Linked DNA regions of Mus musculus: all the other regions are linked to region 2. A link is a contact called in public Hi-C and promoter capture Hi-C data. All regions are on one chromosome and are shown on one strand. The core of a region is the stretch at or near the end of the contact, and the rest is flanking DNA. Distances in the headings are between cores, read along the strand shown.

Evidence for each region. Promoter capture Hi-C pulls out the DNA fragments that hold promoters and counts their contacts. A called contact is a pair of places that touch in the nucleus more often than the background predicts.
Region 1: a contact with region 2 is called in a promoter capture Hi-C map of liver, with 2.2 times the contacts expected there. The contact joins the promoter of Arg1 here to the promoter of Rps12 in region 2. A contact is called at or near these places in 1 of 39 promoter capture datasets (liver) and 1 of 115 datasets of contacts at active chromatin or transcription factors (microglia).
Region 3: a promoter capture Hi-C map of hippocampal neurons shows a contact between it and region 2, with 6 times the contacts expected there. The contact joins the enhancer-like site here to the promoter of Rps12 in region 2. A contact is called at or near these places in 2 of 39 promoter capture datasets (frontonasal cranial neural crest and hippocampal neurons), 11 of 115 datasets of contacts at active chromatin or transcription factors (acute myeloid leukemia, astrocytes, embryonic forebrain and 3 more) and 1 of 9 other capture datasets (embryonic stem cells).
Region 4: a contact with region 2 is called in a promoter capture Hi-C map of embryonic stem cells, with 26 times the contacts expected there. The contact joins the promoter of Slc2a12 here to the promoter of Rps12 in region 2. A contact is called at or near these places in 10 of 39 promoter capture datasets (the 3T3-L1 cell line, cranial neural crest, embryonic stem cells and 6 more), 1 of 484 Hi-C or Micro-C datasets (muscle stem cells), 4 of 115 datasets of contacts at active chromatin or transcription factors (astrocytes, embryonic forebrain, embryonic stem cells and 1 more) and 1 of 9 other capture datasets (adipose tissue).
Region 5: a Hi-C map of B cells shows a contact between it and region 2, with 8 read pairs. The contact joins the promoter of Med23 here to the promoter of Rps12 in region 2. A contact is called at or near these places in 1 of 39 promoter capture datasets (pre-B cells), 2 of 484 Hi-C or Micro-C datasets (B cells and CD4 T cells), 1 of 115 datasets of contacts at active chromatin or transcription factors (thymic regulatory T cells) and 1 of 9 other capture datasets (adipose tissue).
Region 6: a promoter capture Hi-C map of liver shows a contact between it and region 2, with 4 times the contacts expected there. The contact joins the enhancer-like site here to the promoter of Rps12 in region 2. A contact is called at or near these places in 3 of 39 promoter capture datasets (hippocampal neurons, liver and pre-B cells) and 2 of 115 datasets of contacts at active chromatin or transcription factors (astrocytes and embryonic stem cells).
Region 7: a promoter capture Hi-C map of embryonic stem cells shows a contact between it and region 2, with 12 times the contacts expected there. The contact joins the promoter of E030030I06Rik here to the promoter of Rps12 in region 2. A contact is called at or near these places in 2 of 39 promoter capture datasets (embryonic stem cells and hippocampal neurons) and 1 of 115 datasets of contacts at active chromatin or transcription factors (astrocytes).

Annotation. Positions count from the first base shown.
Region 1 is chr10:24,925,838-24,928,983 of GRCm38.p6, forward strand. Arg1 (arginase, liver) reads right to left here and starts at 1,633. Exons shown (of 8, transcript NM_007482.3): 1 at 1,475-1,633. The coding sequence starts at 1,531. Gm40616 (a long non-coding RNA gene) reads left to right here. Exons shown (of 4, transcript XR_001779741.2): 3 at 1,125-1,936.
Region 2 is chr10:23,785,907-23,789,178 of GRCm38.p6, forward strand. Rps12 (ribosomal protein S12) reads right to left here and starts at 1,303. Exons shown (of 6, transcript NM_011295.6): 1 at 1,250-1,303; 2 at 1,088-1,138; 3 at 858-974; 4 at 1-98. The coding sequence starts at 1,101. LOC115487513 (a small nucleolar RNA gene) reads right to left here and starts at 637; the gene lies at 564-637.
Region 3 is chr10:22,607,779-22,610,865 of GRCm38.p6, forward strand. All of the region lies in intron 1 of Gm40612 (a long non-coding RNA gene), which reads right to left. It overlaps Gm46216 (a long non-coding RNA gene), which reads left to right. Exons shown (of 4, transcript XR_003948850.1): 4 at 1,181-1,654. Among named protein-coding and RNA genes, the nearest start is that of Gm46216, 4.1 kb to the left of the region's middle. Within about 2 kb of position 1,488, at least 82 of the 459 cell types and tissues checked have an H3K27ac peak or open chromatin away from gene starts, as enhancers often do. A contact at or near this core is called in embryonic forebrain, embryonic stem cells, hippocampal neurons and 1 more, where this site is marked.
Region 4 is chr10:22,643,158-22,646,539 of GRCm38.p6, forward strand. It overlaps Slc2a12 (solute carrier family 2 (facilitated glucose transporter), member 12), which reads left to right and starts at 1,854. Exons shown (of 5, transcript NM_178934.4): 1 at 1,854-2,156. The coding sequence starts at 2,042.
Region 5 is chr10:24,868,652-24,871,894 of GRCm38.p6, forward strand. It overlaps Med23 (mediator complex subunit 23), which reads left to right and starts at 1,335. Exons shown (of 30, transcript NM_001166416.1): 1 at 1,335-1,495; 2 at 1,803-1,834; 3 at 2,013-2,100. The coding sequence starts at 1,448.
Region 6 is chr10:21,998,698-22,002,019 of GRCm38.p6, forward strand. It overlaps Sgk1 (serum/glucocorticoid regulated kinase 1), which reads left to right. Exons shown (of 14, transcript NM_001161845.2): 14 at 1-1,206. The coding sequence ends at 130. Among named protein-coding and RNA genes, the nearest start is that of Gm34267, 58 kb to the right of the region's middle. Within about 2 kb of position 2,019, at least 39 of the 459 cell types and tissues checked have an H3K27ac peak or open chromatin away from gene starts, as enhancers often do. A contact at or near this core is called in embryonic stem cells and liver, where this site is marked.
Region 7 is chr10:22,147,229-22,150,636 of GRCm38.p6, forward strand. It overlaps E030030I06Rik (RIKEN cDNA E030030I06 gene), which reads right to left and starts at 2,042. Exons shown (of 2, transcript NM_001254745.1): 1 at 1,261-2,042. The coding sequence starts at 1,784.

The DNA of each region.
Region 1 (3,146 bases), core at 383-2,882, 1.1 Mb after region 2:
TTTTTAAATGTTTGCTTCATTATGTGTGTGTGCATGTGGGGGTGGCTCATGGAGGCAGAACATGGTGCTGAGTTCTCTGGAACTTGAGCTATGGGCAACTGTGAGCCGTCTGGTGTGGGGGATGGGAACTGAACCCTTGTCTTCTCAAAGAGGAGCAAGTGCTCTTAACCACTGAGCCACTTATCCAGACCCATATTGTGATTTTTTGTTTGTTTGTTTGTTTTGGTTTTTCGAGACAGGGTTTCTCTGTATAGCCCTGGGTATCCTGGAACTCACTTTGTAGACCAGGCTGGCCTCGAACTCAGAGATCCACCTGCCTCTGCCTCCCGAGTGCTAGGATTAAAGGCGTGCGCCACCACGCCCGGCCATATTGTGGTTTTAAAGGCATCATGAATCAACAAAATACCCCCATATTCTAGTGTTCTGGGAGAGCTCTGTGGAGATTTTTCCATAGAAGGTGAAATGCTATTACTGATACCAAATACAGTCTGGGTCTCCAACCTTCCACAATTTGTATAGTGAAGAGGGTGTGTGTGTGGGGGGGGGCGGGGGGCAGATTATATCTTTAGGTTCCACAGTTTAAAAGGCTAAAGGCTGCCTGAGTCTAAAAGCCAAGAGAAAGACCCCACGTAAAACAAAAGGACCCAGGAGTCACACACCACCTTGCTTGGCTTGGATTCCCCCCGTCCTTTTTAAACACAGAGAGTTGGAGCCTAAGGCATCCTGCTATCTCATTCTAATTAGCAGCCTGAGCGTATCCACGCAGACGGGGAATGAGGAGCGCATTTAGGCAGTGCTGACATGCGTGAGTCACTTAGGCGGGCTAGGCAGAGATTTATGGATCCATTAGTCGTGCAGACCTGATGTATTGTTTTATTTGTTCTCCTTAAAGAGAGATGTAAACCCCCCACCTCCCCCCCCATCTCCCCCCCCCAACTAATACTCAAAATCATTAAGCTCAAAATACCATGAATTCTTCGCAAACTTGCAAAAGCTCTATTATTTAAGTTATCCAAATTAAAACAAGCCTAAAGGCTACCTACCACCACCCATTACATTTTTCTAAGCATGAATTACGTAACCAGACTAATGTGTTTTCTTACAATCTCTCACTCCATACTCAGAAAACATCAAAAGCACCAAGAGCCACCGTAACTATGAGAGAAACTGCAGCCCAGACACAGGTGATCTACATCCAGAGGGTTTTTCTTCAAGCTTTGTAGTGACTCTTTGTCTTGAAATGGACTTTGGCAGGATCCAAAAGTCGGCAAGCATACTATGCCACACAGTGGTGAAGAGACTTGAGCTCTAGCACCTGGAGCCCAGATGGTGCTGGGAAGCTTGTAGCCCCAAGGCAACGCCTGTTAAGTGTTAAGAATGTAACATTTCCAGCTTGCAGCTAGACCACGATGCCTGGCAAGTGTTAAAATGTAACACTTCCCAATAAATTCCAGTCATTCAAAGCCAAACTCACCTGTCCTTTTGAGAAAGGCGCTCCGATAATCTCTAAGGACTTTGGCTTGGAGCTCATGCTCTCTCTGGGTTCCAGCGGCTGCTGCTGCTGCATGTGCTCGGGCTGTCCAGCTCCTCTCCACCGGCCGTAACCCTAAAAGACAGAGGGCACATCTTTTTCCCCCCTTATAATCAGGTTGGATCTGTTTATCCAACAACTGGCTCCGCCCACCGAATGGAAGAATGACAGAGTCAACAGAACCTCCCCATCAGAGGAACTACCATTCTTCCCTCTGAGCATTATTCATCCGTCCAGTTCACACCCTTTTGAAAAAGCCAGCTGGATGACATTAATCTCTCCTCAGACAATTGACAATTATGTGTGATTTCATAACCTCATGTGAAGTGCTAGGCTTCCGGCCTGGGCACCTCAGGGCAGGGTGCTCACCTTTTCCAGGATTTAAGTCCACTGGGGACTTGCAAGGTGAGGCTAAAACAGCAAGTGGGGGGGGGGGGTGAGGGGGTGGGGGGGGTGTCTCTTACTTCCCTCCTGTTGAGCATCCTGAGTCAAGGCTTCAAGTTCTGGGGAAAGTGAGACACATTTCATGTGTCACCAGGTTACACTGTCTAGGAAAGCATGGGGCTGGTTTTTGTTTTATATTGTTGTTGTTGTTATTATTATTATTATTTACAGGAAGGCATCATTTATTTCCCTGACAACCCAAAGCAGTTCTATTTTTGAAATACAGTCTCCAGGAAAATCTCATTTTTGGAATCATGATATCCCAAGATAGGGAAAGCAAACTAGCTAATATGAGTTGTCTTTGTCGTGTGCCAAGTGCTATTCTAGTTAATGTTCTTTCGCTTCCTGTTTCCTCTTTAAACTAACTTCAGACTGAGAATCATTCTTATGCTGTTTTGCCCAGGAAGAGACTGCAGCTTGGTGAGGTTGCTAGTCACATACAGGTTGCAGAAGAATCGAAACGGAGCAATGGGCATTCTGCACCCGCCGAGCTGCCGCGATTCTAATCTACACACCAGCAGAGTGTCAGCAGGGCCCCCTGAGATCTAGGGCAGATGAGAGAGGCCAGCCGGTAACACCAAGCCCGATGACCCGAGTTTGACCCGAAGAACCCATTTGGTGCAAGGAAAGAGTCAACTCCTCCAAGTTGATCTCTGACCTCCACGTGGGTGATGTGGTCCGGTCCCTGTGTAAAGCCACCCCCAACACTAAAGAAATATTTTTAAAAGTATTAATTTAGAAGAAACACAACCAAGTATTCTCCCAGTTACAAAGTTACATGATTATAATTTTAAAAAGAAAACCCACATGTCAGAAGTAAATTTCTTTAACCTTGTGAGGACAAAAAGCACCCAGAATTTTAATACCTCAAGAAAGATTCTGTTCCCTCTACCATCAGTACATAGAATCGTTCAGTACAAAATAAACATTGACTTATTGATTGAATAAATGTATTGCATTTATTGAATGAATAAATCAAGAAGCCAAAGTCCCTCAGGACCATTTTGATACCTCCTTTTCAAATATATTTTTCATCTTACTATGTTTTTCTGATATACGGTTATAGATTTTTTTAAAAAATTGATTTATGTAAGATAGAATTTTCCTATATATTTGAAGCTAGCTAGGAATTTAAGTTTTACCTGCTCCCAGATCCCAAATGTGCACCTCT
Region 2 (3,272 bases), core at 53-2,552:
TCAGGTTGATTTGGTGCTCAGCACAAAGTGCCTCCACCAGCTTGACATACATGGGCTCATCACAGTTGGATGCGAGCACACACAGATGGGCTTGGCGCCTAAAATGCAAAACTCAAAGGTGAAACCTTCAAGGGTCTTCACTGTGCTAGTAAACCTGACCACACAGGATTTACTGTACCAAACTGCAGACTAGCCATTCACTTTCCCTGTACAAACTTAGATACCAATACCACACATTATAATAGGAAACCTATTTATGGCCAAAGGAAACTATGACCACTTTCAGGGTATTTCCAACTTGAAAGCTGATCCAAAGCAGTCCTGTGCAGGAAGCACTGTAAATATTCACAACAGCATCCAAAATCACCTGACTTTACCTCAAACAGTAGAATACACGTGCATAAGCCTAATAAACCATGCATGTTCTCAAGTCTCCCGGATATAGCTAGATTTCCCCGACACCACAATATTGTCGTTTAAGTATTTGCAAACTAAATAATGATGCCCCCCCCTTTTCCATCTTCTAGCAAAACTACCGGACTATCTATCCCCACGAGCTACAGGTTTGTCAGACTAGCTGTTTCTCACCCATGAACGGGGTGAAGGGGTATCCGACAATTCAAGTCATCATGCAAACACTGTAGCTTTACAAAACTACTGCTCGTCATCCCCGATCCACACAGCAACCCACACATCCTAAGTGGGCTAGAGTTGATACCTTTTCCTAGGTTTCCTGCTGGCCGGATGACATTCAGAACTTTTGTGCTAACAGCATGAACTTCACGCTCTCTTCCCTTGGCTGCTGCAGTCTTTGTTCCGGCTGCAACACCCCACAGTATTGAGACTGAGACACGTACTTGTCTAAGGCTTTGGCAGCTTCGCGTATGCCACGTGCTAGGCCATCGTGGATGAGGGCGGTCTTCAGCACCTCTTGTAGAGCAGTGTTGACGTCCATTACACCTCCAGCAGCTATGCTGGAATGCAGACAGAGACGTTAGGACCCTCGGCAGGCTAGGGATGGGGAACTAGCATGGAGAAAAGCCCAGACCAGCGCCGCCCGCGGGAGGCCCACGCCCCACTCGCTCACCCTTCCTCGGCCATGGCGGTGAATCACGGGTGACGCCGAATCTTGAACGCACTGAAAGACAAAACATCAGTAAATCGCCCGTTAAGACCCAAGTACTTCACTTTTGAAGCCAAGGCGCAGTAGACACGCTATCGCCGGCGCACGAGCTGGGATCACACTCACCCCGAGCTTCCGCCTCCGCGCAAGTCGGCGGCGGCAGGGGAAAAGGCCGGCGGTGGCCGCATGACGGTATTTAAGCGCTCCGCTCGACTTCTGTGCGCATGTGCAACTCCTCCCACTAAAGAGGTGGCTCCGGTGGTGCCGTGCCTTAGGAGTTTCCACTTCCGCCTTTAGGAGCGTCCGTGGTAAGAACGCGGCTGGATTTCTAGCAGGCATCGCAGCGGGCAGCCTTTGCCCAGGGGGCGTGGACCACAGAGGTCCCACGATCCGCTCCTACGGAACACGAGAGGAGCCAAACTACTGCCGTTTTCTTCGCTGCTGAATTACTTTGTTTTAAGCAGTTTTTCCACGTCTTATCGTGAAGTTTCCTGTTGCCAATACTGGCCGATTAGGCTGAGTGTGTCCACATTTTGGTCCTTTGGTTTTTAGCCTCTCTGAGTGGCTGTGATTTGTGTATGATCACAAACCCCACTGCTTTGCAACGTGTTTAAGCAGACCTTGCGGCCAGGTCAGATCCCGGTCTGAATGCAACCGGTTCTGAATGAACATTTAGGTAATGACCCTAGTTTTTTTCCCGAGTCGCAGCTTCGCAGACACTGGATCCCTGAGGTACATGTTAAACTCTCACTGTGGATCTGTCACTAAATTCCACCGAGGATTCGGCTACCAGGAGTGGAACTCCAGAATCTTAAAGCCAGTTCCCGCCTACGCCGACAAATGCATTTTAATTTCGAAGGAATCACTCGCTCTTCTACTTCCAAAGCAAATACACAAGACATCTCTCTCAGAAGATATCCCCGAAGCCAACCAGAGCTTCTGATGGCCAACCTGGTGGATACAGTGATCATTGTCGGGCTCATGAATTTCATGAGGATATAAGAAAGTTGATGGAAGTTTTAGCTTTTCCAATAAACGTTTGGGTTTCACCCCTAAAGCCTCATGCTTGCTTCCTTACCCCTGCAATTCAAAAAAGTATTTAATAGGTGGTTAGTTTCTGTGGGCGTATTTCTGCCAGTGTCTATGGTGCTGTTTTAAAGATGAGAGACGGCGGACACTTAAAAGTCTGCATTTTAAAAGATAAAGCTAGTATTTTAGCCAAAGAGTAACATACCAGAATGCCACGGTGCTGGGGAGTGGAGATGATGTGGGAACGCAGGGGATTTGGAGTTTATGGCAGCATTTAAAAGAGGTTTTAACTAGAGTTCCAGCCAGGTAAGTGCAGGAAGAATATTCAGACAGGAAGAGAGAGCAGGAAGGCACACGTGCCTTTTGGCTGTTTTGGAAGTGATTTTGAAACATTACACAGTCGGAAAAGAATGTGGTTAAGTAGAGTTTAAGTAGTTTCCTTAGTATAAGGCTATTAAAAGTTAATGTGTCAAACCATACATAAGTTGCAAGACTTTCATCCCAGCACCTGAGAAGCAGAGGCAGGTGGATAGCTGTGAGTTCCAGGCTACCAGGAAGACAATGTCTAAAGCAAAAAAAGGAAAACATTTAAGTGTTAAGCATATTAGAGTTCTCTTCCCGGAAGAAAAGTCTCACAGAAGAGACTAGATGGTAAAATTGGAAAATAACTACTGCATTTAAATACTAAGAAGAAACAGCTGAGTCCTTTCAGCTTGGTGCCTAAGTTTTAGTGCTGCTTCCAACACAGTAGCAACCAGCTCAGACTCTCCACACCTTTGATGTCAGCTCTCTGTCCTAATAGTCCACCCTAATGAATGCCTTTCTGTCAGCAGTAAGCACCCCCTTTTAACAACTGGAGCCCCTCCCCCCTTAAATCTTGATTGTGTAATAATTTTAATACCCAAAGGGAAGTTATTTTCCATGTGATGAGGATTTTTGTTTTAGATAAAGATTCTCTTATTTCACACACTCTTTAAGAGTAGCCTCTCAATTTTAGGTCTTGGCAAAGGTGGCGGAAAATTCATATAGTGGTTAGTGGCTCTTACCCAGTACATTCTAGCAGTCACATAATATATACAAATATGAGCTAGAAAGTGTACATACAAACCAGTGGGGCGTG
Region 3 (3,087 bases), core at 238-2,737, 1.2 Mb before region 2:
CCCCTGGCAGGAGGAGACCCCCGGCAAATGGCTCAAGTGCATATTTTACATACCAAAGCAGAGTTGGCTATCAGGCTATTCCATCAGCCCCTGGTCTCTACCTATTACAGGGCATGGCTGGAGTCTACCCTGAACTTTCCAGCCCAGGGTATGGGCTTCACCTCCACCAAAAGCTCTTCCCTATATAATCCAGACATTTTGATCCCTTCCCTTCCCTTCCCTTCCCTCCCCTCCCCTCCCCTCCCCTCCCCTCCCCTCCCCTTCTCCTTTTTCCCTCCTTTCTTCTCCCTATAAGTTCTTCCTTTCTTTCTCCCCCCCACCCCATGGAGACTTTTCTAGACCAGTAATCCAACCCACCCCCAACATTCCCAGCTGCTTCTCAATAAACCTATTGGCTCGAATTGGCTCATTTTGTCAAAGGGAAAATAACTTATCAAAGAATAAAACAACGAATTTGGAGGTAGAAGGGCAGGCAGCATAAACCCCATTTGTCTCCATTTAAGGACCAGGCCTCATTCTGAAAAGAAGGCCATAAGATACCAGCTCTAGGAACAGACCATAAAATCCATAAAATCCAGAAACAAGGTCATAAAACCCTGTCCCAGAGAGCAGCCTGGGGATAACCGCAGGAATGGGGAAATATTTTACCTCAGGATGGGCCATCTGTGCGGCTGTGCAGCCCTATCTCATCCTGTAGTTAACCGTTTATGGCATAGGAATGCAGACCACTGACCACCTGGCACAAGCCAATCAGAAGCCAACCCCTAGCACCCAACAATGAAGTTTTAGATTACCTAACGTACTCTCTAAATATATAAGAACATATTAGCCAATCAAAGTTACTCAATACTACTGTCACCGCTTTGGCCCCTATCAATCCCATTAGAGATGACCTAATCCTTCTAGAGAGTTCCCTGGTTCCCTATATGAAGGCCTGTAGGCCTTGGTGGGGGGTAGGGGTGTCATTTTGGAGAATGGTTGAACCCACCCCCACCCCGGTTGTTTCTTAAGAATAAACGCTCTTTGTCTTTGTATACTATCTGAGTCTGGTATCTTCCTTCAGCGATTTTCTGACCTTTGCAGAGGAGAGTGAGGGCAGGGGTATTTGTGTAGGTACTGGCACTGATGGAGGAGGAAATCCAGTCTCCATTTTTTTTTTTTTTTTTTTTTTTGTCTGCAGCCCCTGAGTGACAGAGGCAGCTGGGAGCATCTCTAATTTCTACAAGGCAAAATCGAATCTTCTGAGGATTTGTCATGCTCCCCTCTGACCCAAGTGTACAAGAGGATTAACTGTTACCTCTCCAGTAATGACAGTCACAAACGCCCCACCCCTCCCTCCTTCCTCCCTCCTGCAATGTTCTCCCTAAGTCCATCCCGGTTCCCACTGCGGCTCGAGTTTGAGCACTCGCAGCCATTCTCTCTCCCTTTACAGCAGCGGAATTCCCTCCAACTCGCTCAGGGATTGGCAAAACAAAAGCCAGGAGGACGGTGCCTGGCAACCACTACTTCCTGCAGGGCCACACAAAAGCACCCACTGCCAGCTGGAACACAAAGGCTTGCCGGGCTCATTTCTGGGCTGGGGGAGGTAAACGCGCTGTAGTTGTGATGTAGAAGGACAAGCTGATGTTTTCCTTCTGGGGAAAAAATATCTTGAAATCTCACCCCCAGCGTCGTCCCCAGGTCTGGGAATTCCAAGATTTCATCTGCCTTACCTCAAGGTGTCTCTTAGTTGAAAGAAGTCTTCTCTACATGTCCCAGGGCTAGGCTGGGAGCCTGGGCCTGCAACAGAACCCAGAAGAACCCAGCTTCTGGGGTTTTGTTTGTGTTTTTTTGTTTGTTTTTTGGAGTTTTTTTTTTTTTTTTTTTTTTTTTTTTTTTTTCGAGATAGGGTTTCTCTGTGTAGCCCTGGCTGTCCTGGAACTCACTTTGTAGACCAGGCTGGCCTCGAACTCAGAAATCCGCCTGTCTCTGCCTCCAGGCAGGATCCAGTGCTAGGATTAAAGGTGTGCACCACCACGACCAGCTCAAACCCAGCTTCTGGCAAAGGCTCCAACATTCACTGTATTGCCATCTTGGAATTTTCTTAGGTTAATGAAGTCTCTAGTGAATCTTATAATTTAGGGATCGATGTTTTGTTTAAAGGCAAAAAGAGAGTAGAAAAACAAAACAAAACAAGAATCTGGTTACTTAACCAGAGATTCTTTGAAAGTCCTCAGACGTGCAGGTGTAGTAACTGAAAGAGAATTGCTCTGAGCATCCATGCTTGATTGCCTCCTTCTCCAAAACTACCCAGAGTTCATATTTCTTTCTCCTCCTCCTCATCCTCCTCCTCGTCCTCCTCCTCCTCCTTCTCCTCCTCCCCCTCCTCTTCCTCCTCCCTCCATTGCCATTTTATGCAAGTGACCTCACATTGACTTTAAAGACTCTCCTAGACCATGCTCAGAGCCATCACAAAAGTCAGAAACAACATTGCCCAAAGACTGCTTGTGCATTGCACAAAGACTACTTGTCCAAACATATGTATGTGTCCAGGACGTCCTAACTTTGGATGGCTGCTACTCTTGATACTGATCCTTAGAGCAGAGGCTAACTGGTCAGTCAGAAGCCAGGCACCCTCCACAGCGCACCTGTGTTGGCTGCCTCCCAACTCTCTCCTTCTAGCTGAGGATAACAACAGACTCATAACCTTCCTGCTTGTACCACCCAAACACTGAGATCATAGGCATACCAGGCTCCAAATAAGCCCCTAATATTTACAGAACTTAAATTACTTAGGTTGTATACCAAACGGTGTCTCCAAAATCTATACTTCAAAGTTCTAACCCCCAGGACCTCAGAATGTATCAGAATCACAGAGTCACACAAGCACAGTGATCCCAACTTAAAGTGTTTCTCCCAGGAAGGTAAAGCCCCTGGACAAGCTTGTTTTCCATGATCTCTAAAAATACAGCCAGAAAGAAGCTCTTTGTTCTCTATAGCCAGCAAAAAGCCTTTTTGTTTCTATACTTTACAACCAGAGATGCCTGCCTTCCTGTGCCCAGGACACAGATAAAAATTCAGAAAGAACTCACTCCCCATTCCTGCCTT
Region 4 (3,382 bases), core at 604-3,103, 1.1 Mb before region 2:
GTCTTTGAATAGTTACAGATAGCTGAACAAGGGTTGCTGAACCACTTACAATCTTAATAAAGTGTTCTAGAAGTGGGTTTGTCCTGTGCCTATACAATTGCCCCAGCAAACAATCCAATACTTCCTGCTAACAGGAAGCAGGGGTGTGGTAGCTGTCATAAAACAAAGCATTTGTACAAGTCACCCCACAGCAAGAACTTTTGTTCCACCCCACACTAAGTTCATTACAGGTTCCTGGCATGGGAATGTGATGAAACGATAAATATGTGTTTTTATATTCACAAATAAGCCCTGCAAACCCTGTAATGCACATGGGGACAAGCAAAAGCAGTTTCTTCAGCCATTTTGCATTATGAGTTCTTTCGTCTTGATACATTGATCTTCTCTAAGCTTCTACGAGTAATGAGACATGAGTGGGGTCTGTGGGGGATTCTTCCTAGAATGACCGGCACAAACATCAGGTGTGTAGCCAATGCTCGTTGCATACTAAATAAATTATAGTTGAATCTGTTTCCATGTCTTTCCTAAAGCATAATACAGCAATGCCTAGGGAAGAGGTGTTCAAATGATGCTAATGAAAAACCTAGTGATGACGCAAAGTGTGTGCAAAATAAGTAAACACAGGTCACTGCTTAGACAAGTGCAGACCTGCTTTCCCTCACAGAGGAATGGCTAGTATGAGAATCTGTGTTTCCTGGCATCTCTTAAGGTTGAGGAGAACTAAAGAGTGTTGGACAGGGCTGGAATGTTAGAACTCCGGAGAATTACCGTCCACCCCTGACCAGCTCTGAAGAGTTCGAGAGCACTGGGTGTATTTGTTTGTTTGGTGCAGCTCTGGCACTCTGAATCCAGGACCTTGTGTGTAGTAGGCTCTACCACTGAGCCACAGCCTGCTCTACAAAGCTTAGGCAAGCTACTTTAGCTCCCATTTTCTCTAACGCGCTTTATTTGGGAAAAGAATCGCTCGAGGTCACACAACCAGCATTGATTTCTGTCTTATAAAGTACTTCATACGTTTAAGTTTTTACCCCAGTGGTTTCTAAGGTGATGTCACAGTTTTCTCAGTGGATATGATTTGCTAAGGACAGAACGGATGGTAAAATATGTCAGTCTGTCTGATTGTTTATGTAAGTACACATTCATAGACCAGTAAAACACCCCTCCCTCTGGTGCCCTGATTTGTTTCATGTTACAACAGCTCCAGTCATCTCTGAATACCGAGTGTCCTCCCGCCAGCCAAGCCAGCGAGCAACCTGACAGAAGATCCTCTGTTTGCCTCGCTTTCAGGTCAACTGTGCATTTTTAAAAGGACTATCTTGCTATAAACTCAGGCTAGAAAGTGTCTAAAGAATCCATGCGACTGGAGTTGGGAGCAGGCCTTGATCCGTACCACGGGCCTAGAGAGAAAGCTATGCTAGGCATTTACCTAGACCCAAATCCCGTTGAAACAAACAACTTTTACGCTTTGTTTAAGCTGGTGAGTGTTGTGGCTTTTAGGGCAATAGGCTTGCCCACAAAAGAAATATTAATACTTTTCCTTCTGGTATGTCTTTACATAAAATGTTCCTCTTCGGCGAGATTAACTGATACCATCTGTGAGTATTTGTTCCCTACTCTTGGCTTGCAGACTTGCATTTAAATCTGCATGCTTCTTTTTCTAAGCTGCTTTTCAAATTGCGGGAACACAAGAGCTAGCCCTAGCCGGTGGCCAAACACTGCCTTTGAGTCCCAAGTCTTTTTAACCTCTTGCTTCCAACTCGCATCTAAAGGCAAAACAATCCTGGAGACACGGCCCTCCCCTTGCCTGTGATAGGCTGCTTGGAATAGCAACAGCCTGTGTCACCGAAAAGGGCAAAGCCTTCGGAAATAGAAACAAAGTTGGTTACAAATCACACTGGCTTTGCCCGAAGGTCGCCCCCCCACTCAAACCCCTCCCACTCTTCTTTAGCATGCTGCCCATGGGGACAGTGACCACTGCTGTCAGCGCGGTAGGTCTGGGTGGTCCGGTGGCGAGCGAGAAGCTGTAAGTACTACCGTGACCATGGTACCTGTTGAAAACACAGAGGGCCCCAATCTGCTGAACCAGAAGGGGAGAGAGGCGGAGACCGAAGGCAGCTGTGGAGCCAGCGGCGGAGGGCATCCTGCCTGCGCGGGAGGTAACGTGAGACGGCCGGGCTGGCTCGGGTGACCGCTAGAGGGGACAGTCGTCCCCACGAGCCCCTTCGGACTGTGCGTGTGCGTGGGAGTGCGTGTGCGCGCGCAGCCCGGGAGCGTGTCGTATGTGTGGAAACGGGAATGCAGGGTTCAGTGCGACGCGGAGTGACCCAGAGCCCTACATGCGGGGACCGAAGTCTCCTTGGGACTTTATGTATTGAAACAGGAGCTACTGCAACGATGGGCTACATCAATTTGCTTTACGTAACGCAATGTACACATTCCTCTCTCTTGGAAAGGTGGATCAGAGCCTCAGTTGTGAGCACACACCTTTTTTGCTTATTGTCGCAAACAAACGGTGTGGAACAAGTGGACATTATGAGTTATTCCGTGCCCCTAAACTGCACCCCTGTTTGTCCCTGCTTTCTTGGAAACTTGCCTTTCAAAATGAGATTCGTTGAATACTTTAACTTACCAAAGAGAACTTTAGTAGTTTTTATGGTGTTATCTGTGCTTCACCGAGATGCTTGTCTCGGTGGATTTACAATCCTCCACCTTTTTGTTTGTCCGCTTGTTTGTTTGTTTCTTGGTGCCTCTTTCTATTCATCTCTTTTTCAAGGGACTATATACTAATTGTGGTATGACAAACCCAATACAAATGACCCTCTTCTTCCTCTGCTTAATACTTTCTCATCAGCGCCACATGCTTCAATCATACATTCCATTCCCAAGTGGAATGTTACAAATAGTCGCCAATGCTCAGCGACACAGAAGTTACTCACAGCCTTCCACCTGGGAATGGGTCTACCCAAGGATGTTTATGATTTGGGAACGGAATCCACTAAGCCTCACGCGGAAGTGAAGTGGTCCCACCCCAGAAATGCCTTGCTCCAGGCTTAGGGCCTTAGCCTGATTTTCCTTCCCTCATCTAATGGAGGATGGACACCTGGGGCCATCTTTGACCTCTCTCTTTCCCCAAAGCCTTTCGGGCTGACTTTAAATTCTGTTAAGAGCAGGCAAGAGTAGTCAGATTGAAGTTGGAAAGGCCTTATCTTCACATGCCTGAGAAAATGAGCTGCAGAAGACAGCAGAGCATTGAGGTGGTGCTGGCAAACAAAGGGTTAATTAAATGGTGCCTCTGTGTCACAGTGTCACCGAGACCAAGAAGAGTAACTGCCCAGCATGGCTTTTGCAACAACCATAAAGAGTTGACTAATTTTTACCACCT
Region 5 (3,243 bases), core at 85-2,584, 1.1 Mb after region 2:
TGTTTGTCTAGCAAGCAGGAAGCCCTGAGTTCAATCCTAACCCAAACCCTAGCACACCTAACCCTAACCCCAGGTCCAATCTGAAACCTAACCCAACACTTCTTCCTGGCAGATAGTCTCAGGGGCGTCCCATCTCTCGCCATGAGAAATAGAAGGATCAAATATTCAAGGTCACTCTGCTACATAGTAAGTTCATGGTCAACTTGGGATACAAAATACCCTGTCTCAAAACTATAAAATAAAATGAAGACGCCATGGAAACTCAAGATGGTCCTTACACGATTCCCCAGAAGCCCCTCTAATTCTCCAACATTGTGTTAAATTTAAATATTTTATTGGGAGGGTACTACACTGGTATGCCTTTTTGTAAGTCATCTATGCTTGAGGTAGGAGTTCCTAGTAATGAGGGTACCCGAGTCACGTGCTTCTATAAGAAACTATAATAAGCTCATTGTTTTACCAAGCTGGATTTGAATGAGATTTTTTTTTTTTTGAGGCAGGGTTACTCTGTGTAGCCTTGGCTGTCCTGGAACTCACTTTGTAGACCAGGCTGGCCTTGAACTCAGAAATCCACCTGCCTCTGCCTCCCAAGTGCTGGGATTAAAGGCGTGCACCATCACCGCCCGGCAAGATCCTTTCTTTAATCTGTCAATGTCCTCTATTTAGGGTTTATAAACATTTATTTACATCTCCCCAAAGAGGGAAAAGTCCTGTGAGAACTTATCTCCAGTCATGAAAACCAATTAAAAAAATATGGACTTAAATACCAAAGCTAGAACAAAGTTTCTGGAAGAAAACATTGACGAATAGCCTTTGGATAGACAAAAATTTCTTCATACTAAGACAATAAAAAAAAAAGTTTTCAGAAATTTACCAGGATGATGGGAAAATTGTTTTAAAATGATGTACTTAGTACCGCCACTTATTTGCGAATTAACAATAAAGGGTTTATTCTTTTTTTTTTTTTCAACATTCAATAAACGATGACGACACGCCCATCACTGTGCTAGCAACTGAGGGTACCATAGTGAAGACATGGGTCCTATTGGGCAAGAATAACGTGGTATCAACTGCTTCACGAGGTCAGCTCTTGACAGTCACCCACTTGGTTCTGGCCACAGCCCTTGTGATTCGGATCTGCAAATGAAACTCCAAACAGGTCGCAGTTCCGGCTCCAGCCAGGAGAGGGTGGCCTTGCCCGGGATCAAGCAGCGCTGTCAGCTTACGGGGTCACCTCTACGAGCGGAACCAACAGGCTGAGATACAGATTTCAGAGGGGCTGGTAACGGGTAAGCACCGGGCGGGCTCATTCGCCTGGCACCGAAGGAAGTAACAGAGCAAGAGAGAGCGGCGGCTTCCTGCTGGTGGCTCCGCCCCTCCGCTCCATTCTTTCCCGACCCTGGCTCTCACCCGTCTGTCGCCGGGTTCCCCGGGAGCCCGGGGCTCGATGGTACCGATGGAGACGCAACTGCAGAGCATTTTCGAGGAGGTGGTGGTGAGTGCCACTGTCCGTAAGCCAGAGCCATGGCTCCGGGAAGTGCAGGCTGCGTGCGGCTCCAGGCTGCGGGCCTGGGCCAGCTCCTTTCCCGCCCCTATGTTGACATAGGCGTCTGAACCGGGGTGGCGGTCCCCCCATCCCCGGACTGCTGCCAGATCTAAGAAAGTGCTGTTAGTTCCCGCCGCGGTCCCCATAAAAGTGTCGTGCTCTATCTGTATTGCCCGGGAATATTTCTCTCGGGGACATCTCCCACCCCGCCCCCTTTTAGTAGTCAGATCGTTTACTAGTTTTTGTTTGTTTGCAGAAAACAGAAATTATAGAAGAGGCCTTCCCAGGGTGAGTATGTGGCAGGCAGATCTTTGTGTGTGTGTGTGTGTTTTTTTAATTGTTGTTTGTAGATTTATCTTTGTTAGATTCCACTTAAGTTGGTTTTGAGGAGTTAAAAAAAATCTACCTTGCAGGATGTGTACCTGTTTAAAACTAGCAGCAGATAATGTGATTTTTGTTTTTTCAGAATGTTTATGGATACCCCCGAGGATGAAAAAACAAAACTAATTAGCTGCTTGGCGGCCTTCCGGCAGTTTTGGAGTGGACTTTCTCAGGTGAGACATTTCATGTTGAACATCCACTTAATGACGTTTGACGCCTTCCTTTTTACTTTTTACATCTTCTTTGATCTTTTTCTTAAGATCGTTTAGGAAAGGGAAAAATAAGACTGCTGTCATTTTATGTAAATGTACTTACTGGAGAACCTGTGTTAAAAGTTCAAGGTAATAAGATTGCAGTGGGAAATGTTTTAAAAATTTCCTTCTATGTTATATTATGTAAGGTAGTTTTTATCCTCTTTGTATAAATTGGCTTTGAATGGAAACAGATATGCTAAACTTTTCTCGTAAAAGAAAAATGTCACTATTCAAAAAATGGCCCAGTATTTATAAATATGTCCTCATAAAGACACTGTGATAGAGTCCCCACTAGAGTAGTATTTCTCATGATGCACTGTAGACAGAGAAGTGAGCCGCTGGGCTTTCTGTGCCTGTGAGCTAGTATAAAATTTGCCACCCAGTTATGGATCCTAAAGGCAATATGTTCATGTTTTAAACTTTCTATTTTCAACAGGTCATGCTTTGACGTGAACCTGAAATATATAAGGCAAGCGTGACCAAGCTCCACACGCTGGCCGTCTTCCTGATCTAGCTCAGCCACCTGCCCTTCCTGTCTGAAGCCAGCATCCTAGTTTGTGTTCCCAGAACTGTTTAGCTATAAGACTGTCTCTCTGTGTCCTGAGTTCTAGGATTATAAAGCCATCTTCGTTCTTTTCTCTTTAAACAGTGCTGGGGTGTGGGGGGTGAACACAGGGCCTCACACACTGGTCTCCGAACATGTGAACATGTGTCCACATGCTAGGCACACAGTCGTCTCTGAACTACATCCTCAGGCTCACAATTATTATTACTATTATTATTTTCTGCTTTTTGAGTTCGAGACCACGCTGGCCTCGAACTCAGAAATCCACCTGCCTCTGCCTCCCAAGTGCTGGGATTAAAGGCGTGCGCCACCACCGCCCGGCTCAGAATTATTTTTATAGAATCACCATATACCATAGGTATTGGTCAGCAGTTAGCTCTGTACTTCTCACCATTAATAATAAGTTCTAAAGGTATTTCAAGGAATTTTTTGAGTTACAGTTTCTTTCTTACTTCTTATAGCGGTGTAGCATATTGTTATGTGTCCTTACCACCTAT
Region 6 (3,322 bases), core at 769-3,268, 1.8 Mb before region 2:
TACCGAGGAGCCGGTCCCCAGCTCCATCGGCAGGTCCCCTGACAGCATCCTTGTCACGGCCAGTGTGAAGGAAGCAGCAGAAGCCTTCCTCGGCTTCTCCTATGCACCTCCTGTGGATTCCTTCCTCTGAGTGCTCCCGGGATGGTTCTGAAGGACTTCCTCAGCGTTTCCTAAAGTGTTTTCGTTAGCCTTTGGTGGAGTTGCCAGCTGACAGAACATTTTAAAAGAATTTGCACACCTGGAAGCTTGGCAGTCTCGCCTGCCCGGCGTGGCGCGACGCAGCGCGCGCTGCTTGATGGGAGCTTTCCGAAGAGCACACCCTCCTCTCAATGAGCTTGTGAGGTCTTCTTTTCTTCTCTTCCTTCCAACGTGGTGCTAGCTCCAGGCGAGCGAGCGTGAGAGTGCCGCCTGAGACAGACACCTTGGTCTCAGTTAGAAGGAAGATGCAGGTCTAAGAGGAATCCCCGCAGGTCTGTCTGAGCTGTGATCAAGAATATTCTGCAATGTGCCTTTTCTGAGATCGTGTTAGCTCCAAAGCTTTTTCCTATCGCAGAGTGTTCAGTTTGTGTTTGTTTGTTTTTGTTTTGTTTTGTTTTTCCCTTGGCGGATTTCCCGTGTGTGCAGTGGCGTGAGTGTGCTATGCCTGATCACAGACGGTTTTGTTGTGAGCATCAATGTGACACTTGCAGGACACTACAATGTGGGACATTGTTTGTTTCTTCCACATTTGGAAGATAAATTTATGTGTAGACTGTTTTGTAAGATATAGTTAATAACTAAAACCTATTGAAACGGTCTTGCAATGACGAGCATTCAGATGCTTAAGGAAAGCATTGCTGCTACAAATATTTCTATTTTTAGAAAGGGTTTTTATGGACCAATGCCCCAGTTGTCAGTCAAAGCCGTTGGTGTTTTCATTGTTTAAAATGTCACCTATAAAACGGGCATTATTTATGTTTTTTTTCCCTTTGTTCATATTCTTTTGCATTCCTGATTATTGTATGTATCGTGTAAAGGAAGTCTGTACATTGGGTTATAACACTAGATATTTAAACTTACAGGCTTATTTGTAAACCATCATTTTAATGTACTGTAATTAACATGGGTTATAATATGTACAATTCCTCCTCCTTACCACACAACTTTTTTTGTGTGCGATAAACCAATTTTGGTTTGCAATAAAATCTTGAAAACTATTTGCATAAATTGTGTCATGTGTTAACTTTGTATATATTGATAAACTGGATTTAGGAGGGGGGAAAATAATGGATCAATGTGAACATACTTTTGGTAAGCTCAGTATAGTAGCACACAATTTCCATCCCATCTCCATCACTTAAGCAGGGCTGATGCAGGAGGATTATGAATTGGGGACAGCCTGGATGGAAGAATTAAGATCAGCTCAGTTTGCCCAGTTTTTTGGTTTCTTTGTTCAGGGAGGGTCGGGTCGTAGTTTACTGAGGCTGGCTCGTAACTTCTGGTGGAGGACTCCCTAGCATGTGAAGGTCTGGGCTGGATTTCCAGCACTGAGAACATAGTCTGCATTTTCCCCAAGTCTCTGTGCGGCCAGTCATGAATCCATCCAAACAATGCAATAAAATAGCATTGTATATCAATAATGTTCCCTGTGTTGACTGTCTAGTGAGGTCCTATGGACAGCTTGTCCTTACATTTGGCTTAACAAGTGACAGGTAATTCTTTTAACAAATATGAGTACTTGGGGCTGAGCTCTGCTCTGACTGCTAGAGACATGATATAGGTCATTGCTCTCAAGGGAGGGTCTGGACCATAGCGTAGGGTGTCACCAAAGAGGGCATGGCACATTCATAAGTGCCCGAGTTCCCAAAAAACTATCCCAGAACAGGCTCAGGAGAAAGGAACCCAGTACCTGCTTAAATCAGTGGAGCTAGCAACTCAAGGGCCACCAGGTTGTGAGTCTGTCCTACAGAGCACTCCAAGGTCTGTCCAGCTAGGAATTAACACCGTCAGGCAATCCTCTCAAGCCCCATCCTCTGGACCTTGCGCATGAACGCTCAAGGGATGCCCAGTGGATCCTGCTGTCACGTGCAGCTTTTCATCTGGTCCACCGCCCTCCCCCCCATTTGTATATAGTTCCCCCAAGGGGAAGCTGTGACCTTTCCCCTCTTCTGACTCATTGAAGGTCTCCACTTAGCCCCCCCCCCCCCTTCCCTTATCCAGCATGTCTTGTGGAGTGCACTGAAGGAACGACATTCAATGAGAGGAAGACTGCCAGCTCCCAGTGGCCACAGATTGCACGATGCAGTTGTACTGGGCATCAGCTGTGTATTAAATTCCCTACCAAACCCAAACAACAAGAAGAATGTCAGACTGTTCTCCAGGGAAAGGTGCTGCCAGCTTTAGGCGGAGGGCTCCCTCCTTCCCCCACATTCTCAATGGCAACATCAGTTACAAACCATTGCTTGAACAAAAATGTTTCCACTGTCCTCAGAGGCTATGATCGCAAAGGTCTATGATCTCACTGGGTTCCCAGAGGACCCAGTTGTGAATTAGAATGTGTCTTTTGCTTGGGTTTTTAATTTTGTTTTTGAGGTTTTCTTTATATATATTTTTTATTTGATTTTGAGATAAAGTCTATGTAGGCCTGGCCGTTCTGGAATAGACCAAGCTAGCCTCAAACTCAGAGATACATGTCTCTGAGTGCTGGAATTAAAGGCCTGCTCCTCTAATCCTGGCCTCTTTTGCTTTTTGAAAGATGAGATCTCACATAGTTCAAGCTGGCCTTAAACATGTCATGCAGTTACAGATGGCCTTGAACTCCTGATCCTTCTGCCTCTGTCAAGTTCTAGAATTTGCCTGACTTGAAGGTCTCTATTTCTTTGGTTATTTTGTTTTCTTTTTCTTTAGTTGGAAGTATGATTTATTGGGGTGTAGTCAATCACTCCACACAGATATGAATTTATCTAGAACTGAAAGATTCCAGAGGTATCCCAAGTGCTATCAAACAAATGAGAGGTTGGATCAGCACAGTTGTGCAGGAAGGGAACAGGGCAGTCAAGAAGGAACAAGAGATCAATAGACAAACAGCAAATATTTGCTAAGTGTTCTGATGCCAAGTACCACATGTGCCAAGGTATTGCTTATCTACAGGAGTGGGGCATGTCCCTGCCAACGTGTTCCCAGAGGCTAAGCCACTGAGGTGGAAAAGGGGACAATTGGCTCAGGTGTGGCCAAATATGCTCCACATCCTCACACTTGGGAGGCAGCAGAGTGGAGTCTGGACTATAGAAAGAGATTCCGTGGCTCGAAAGAGAATGGGGGTGGCGAGGGAGGAAGGGACGGA
Region 7 (3,408 bases), core at 792-3,291, 1.6 Mb before region 2:
GAGGATTTTCACCTATGCTCTTGCTTTATCCTCACAACTCTAAGTAGGCAGGTGTCAAACGAGGTAAAATAAATTTAGAAAGCGCATCTTCTTTTTGCATATAAGCAGATGCTCCTGAATTCACAATTCAAATTCCTACTGTGGGATCAACTAAAAACCATCTAGAGACACACCAGACACAAGAGGATAAAACAGGAGAACAGGGTGAGCCAGCTAGCCAAAACTCTTCTGTTAGAGGGACTTGTATTGACCTGCACTCAATGATTGGTTATACAAGGGTGTTTGTTTGGAAGAATGCTACTTTGTATTTACATACATGACTGTTACCTTTTATCTGGACACCCCACAGGTAACAGACAAACGAAATTTGATACTAAATTCTAATGTTGAAATTCATCCTTTGCTACAGCTGTAGTGATCCTCTAGGGTAGTGAGTGACTCAAAGCCAGCAAGCAACTTTCAGGATCACAGACCTCTCTGAAGTGCAAGACACAGACAGACAGACAGACAGACACACAGATGGTAATCCACTTTTAGTAAAACCTGACTTTCTAGAAGACTCATTCTCCCTCGTCTCATTATCTTTTGCTGTTGCACCCCATGTACCCTTGCCACCCAACTAAAGCATAGGCACAATGGGGGCCTTTATTTACATTGGCTTTTTACTTATTTATGTAGTAATTAAAATTAAAATGTAGTAAAAAAAAGTAAAAATGTACTTATAAGTCTAACTATATTGGAGCCGGGCGTGGTGGCGCACGCCTTTAATCCCAGCACTTGGTAGGCAGAGGCAGGCGGATTTCTGAATTCTAGGCCAGCCTGGTCTACAGAGTAAGTTCCAGGACAGCCAGGGATACACAGAGAAACCCTGTCTCGAAAAACAACAACAAACAAACAAACAAACAAAAAACCAAAAAAAAAAAAAAAAACCCCAAAAAACCAAAAGACAAACAAACAGAAAAAAAAAAAAAACCAAAAAACAAAACTAACACCCAGCCCAGGAAGATTCTGTAGACTGAGTCCTAGAGGGCTTGGGGTTGTCTGGTTTTGTCCCTAAAAGACACCCAAAGCCCCCAGACCCCTTGGGGCACGCAGAGCGGTGTGGGAGGGGGAGGGGAGCCACCGCAGGTCTCTTTTTCTGCCTGTCTAGCAGGGTCACCGGTTTTATCTGAGGAAACTCAACTCTTAACTTTAGTTGGGCAACCAGCCGCCCCTTGCCCAGCACATTCCCGGACCCCATAGCCAGGGCTCCAGGCTCACCTGACCACGTAGGGTTGCTCTAAGGTCTCCAGGTGCCTCAGCACCGCCACCTCACGGACGGTGGAGAGCCGCAAGTCCTCCTCACTGGTCTGTACTCGCTGGCGCTTCGGAATCAGGAAGCGGCCGCCATTCTTCAGGTCGGGGGCCTTCGCCGATCTCTGCCAAGCACTCGTACTCTGATCGGCGCCACCCAGGCTGTCCTTCTCCTTGCTGGCTGCAGGCTGTCGGTGCGGCACAGAGGAACCGGGGTGCGTACTCTCTGACTTACACGCCTCGGGGGCCCCCGGGCTAGACGGACCGACCTTCTCGCCCGCGGGCGCAAGCCGGGCGCAGCCGCGAAACTCCGCCCAGCTGAGTCTCCGCGCCCTGCCGCCGCCGCCGGAGATCCCTCCTCTTCCCCCTCCGCAGCGATTACGTAGTCTGCCCACAATCTCTGCACCTAGGAGGAGGAGACCGGAGGACAAGGAGAAAGTGTGATCAGACTGCCCGGGAGACTTCCATCGGGTTCCACCAGCTCCCCTCATTCTCCCCTCTACTCGCCCTGGCTGCCTAATCCGGCCAGGTTTCTCGGAGAAAAACCAAGTTACTTTTCTTCCCCAGCACGGCTCGTGCTGTCTTTGAAAGGAAGAGGTTGCTGGGGCCCCTTGGGGATGAGCGCCGAGCGGGACGCAGCGGGACAAGAGGGGGCGTGCGGAGCAGCCCAGAGTGTGCCCGGAGTGCGGGGGAGGGGGGCGCCGGGCGCATCAGTGTCACGGCTCAATATTTATACCTATATCGTTGTTCTCAGCTGCCCTCCCTGACTCGTCGCGCGGAGTACGGGGCGACCTGGGGGAGTTCGGAACTGGCGTGAAAGCACCGGGGGTTCACCCATGTGGGGTCGCAGAGCGGGGTTGGGGCTCCTAGGACCCTGTAACCCAATGCTGCGAGTATGCGAGTAGGGGTGGTCAGACATCTGCTCGGAGATTGCTTCCTTTCTACTTTCAGTTTTTCTACAGGGAGACATTTGAAAGAGACTCGCTCTCACAAACGGTCTTTGGGGTATGGCAAGCTTAGCGGGAGACGAAATTCTGCCTCCGAATCGCCGAGGACCTCCCTTGTGGAAACTCAGGGAGGACAGACCATCTGGTAGGGGAGGGCTGGGGCTACTAGAGGTGGGAGAGCAAGGGGCCCTGGAAGGGGAGAAGTGTCCTGCTCCCTTTCCCGCGCGCGCGCGTGCACACACACACACACACACACACACACACAAAGATCGCAAGGGTATGGGAAAGGCAGGTCCGTCACACTTTTGCTTGTCCTGTCCTGAAAAGTAACTTCGGGACTTTGCTAGCTAACCGGGACTGGTCCTTAAGTTTTCAACCCGTGCAAAAGCAACCGCCCTTACGACGGTGGGGGTGGGGGCAGTAAACGTAGGTCTCCCGGGTGTGAGAAGGGTTAGGTCTCCCTTGTATCGCGACTTCAGAACCCCCGCCCGGTATCCTTGGCGGCTGAATGTTGGTAGCCAAGACAGTCGCTCTGTTCTCCAAAGGCTGGAGGCTAGGTCCCAGGCGCGGTCGGGCGTCCCATCCCCGTTCTGTTGTTTAGGGAAGACCGAGTGAGCCTTCCCGTCCCACCGCGGCCTTAGTCTGGTCTGGACCTTGTTCCACTACAGCCGCGTATCCGGAAAGGTCCCCATGCGTTTACCTGCCCCGCACCCCTCCTCCCCCGCTCGCTCTTCCGCCTGGAATTAAAGAACACATGGCGCGACCCCCACTGGGTGCGAGCATAGCACCACCTGGACAAGGCAGGGACACCCCAGGCTCCTTTGAAAGCTTTCCTAAAAAGCTGCATAAAGGACCCTCCAGGCCTCTCCCGGGGGTCGAGGGCCACATAGGTAGCGGGAGCAATGGCCTTGGCGCCCCTGTCCAGCCCAGGCTCCCGGAGGGGGCAGCACACGCACACCCAGACCGGAGCGGCGGTCCCTAGCCCCCTCTCCTCCTCCACTTTTGTTGTTGTTGTTGTTGCTTTACCACGCTGGCTAAATGTGACTTGACCCCATTTCAAAAAAGTTTGACATAGTGCTTCAACCTTTCTGCACTCCTCCGCGACTACAAAGGCTGCAGCCGCCTCCTTCTGCTTTCTGTCTCAGCTCTCTGTCTTAGCACTGAATGA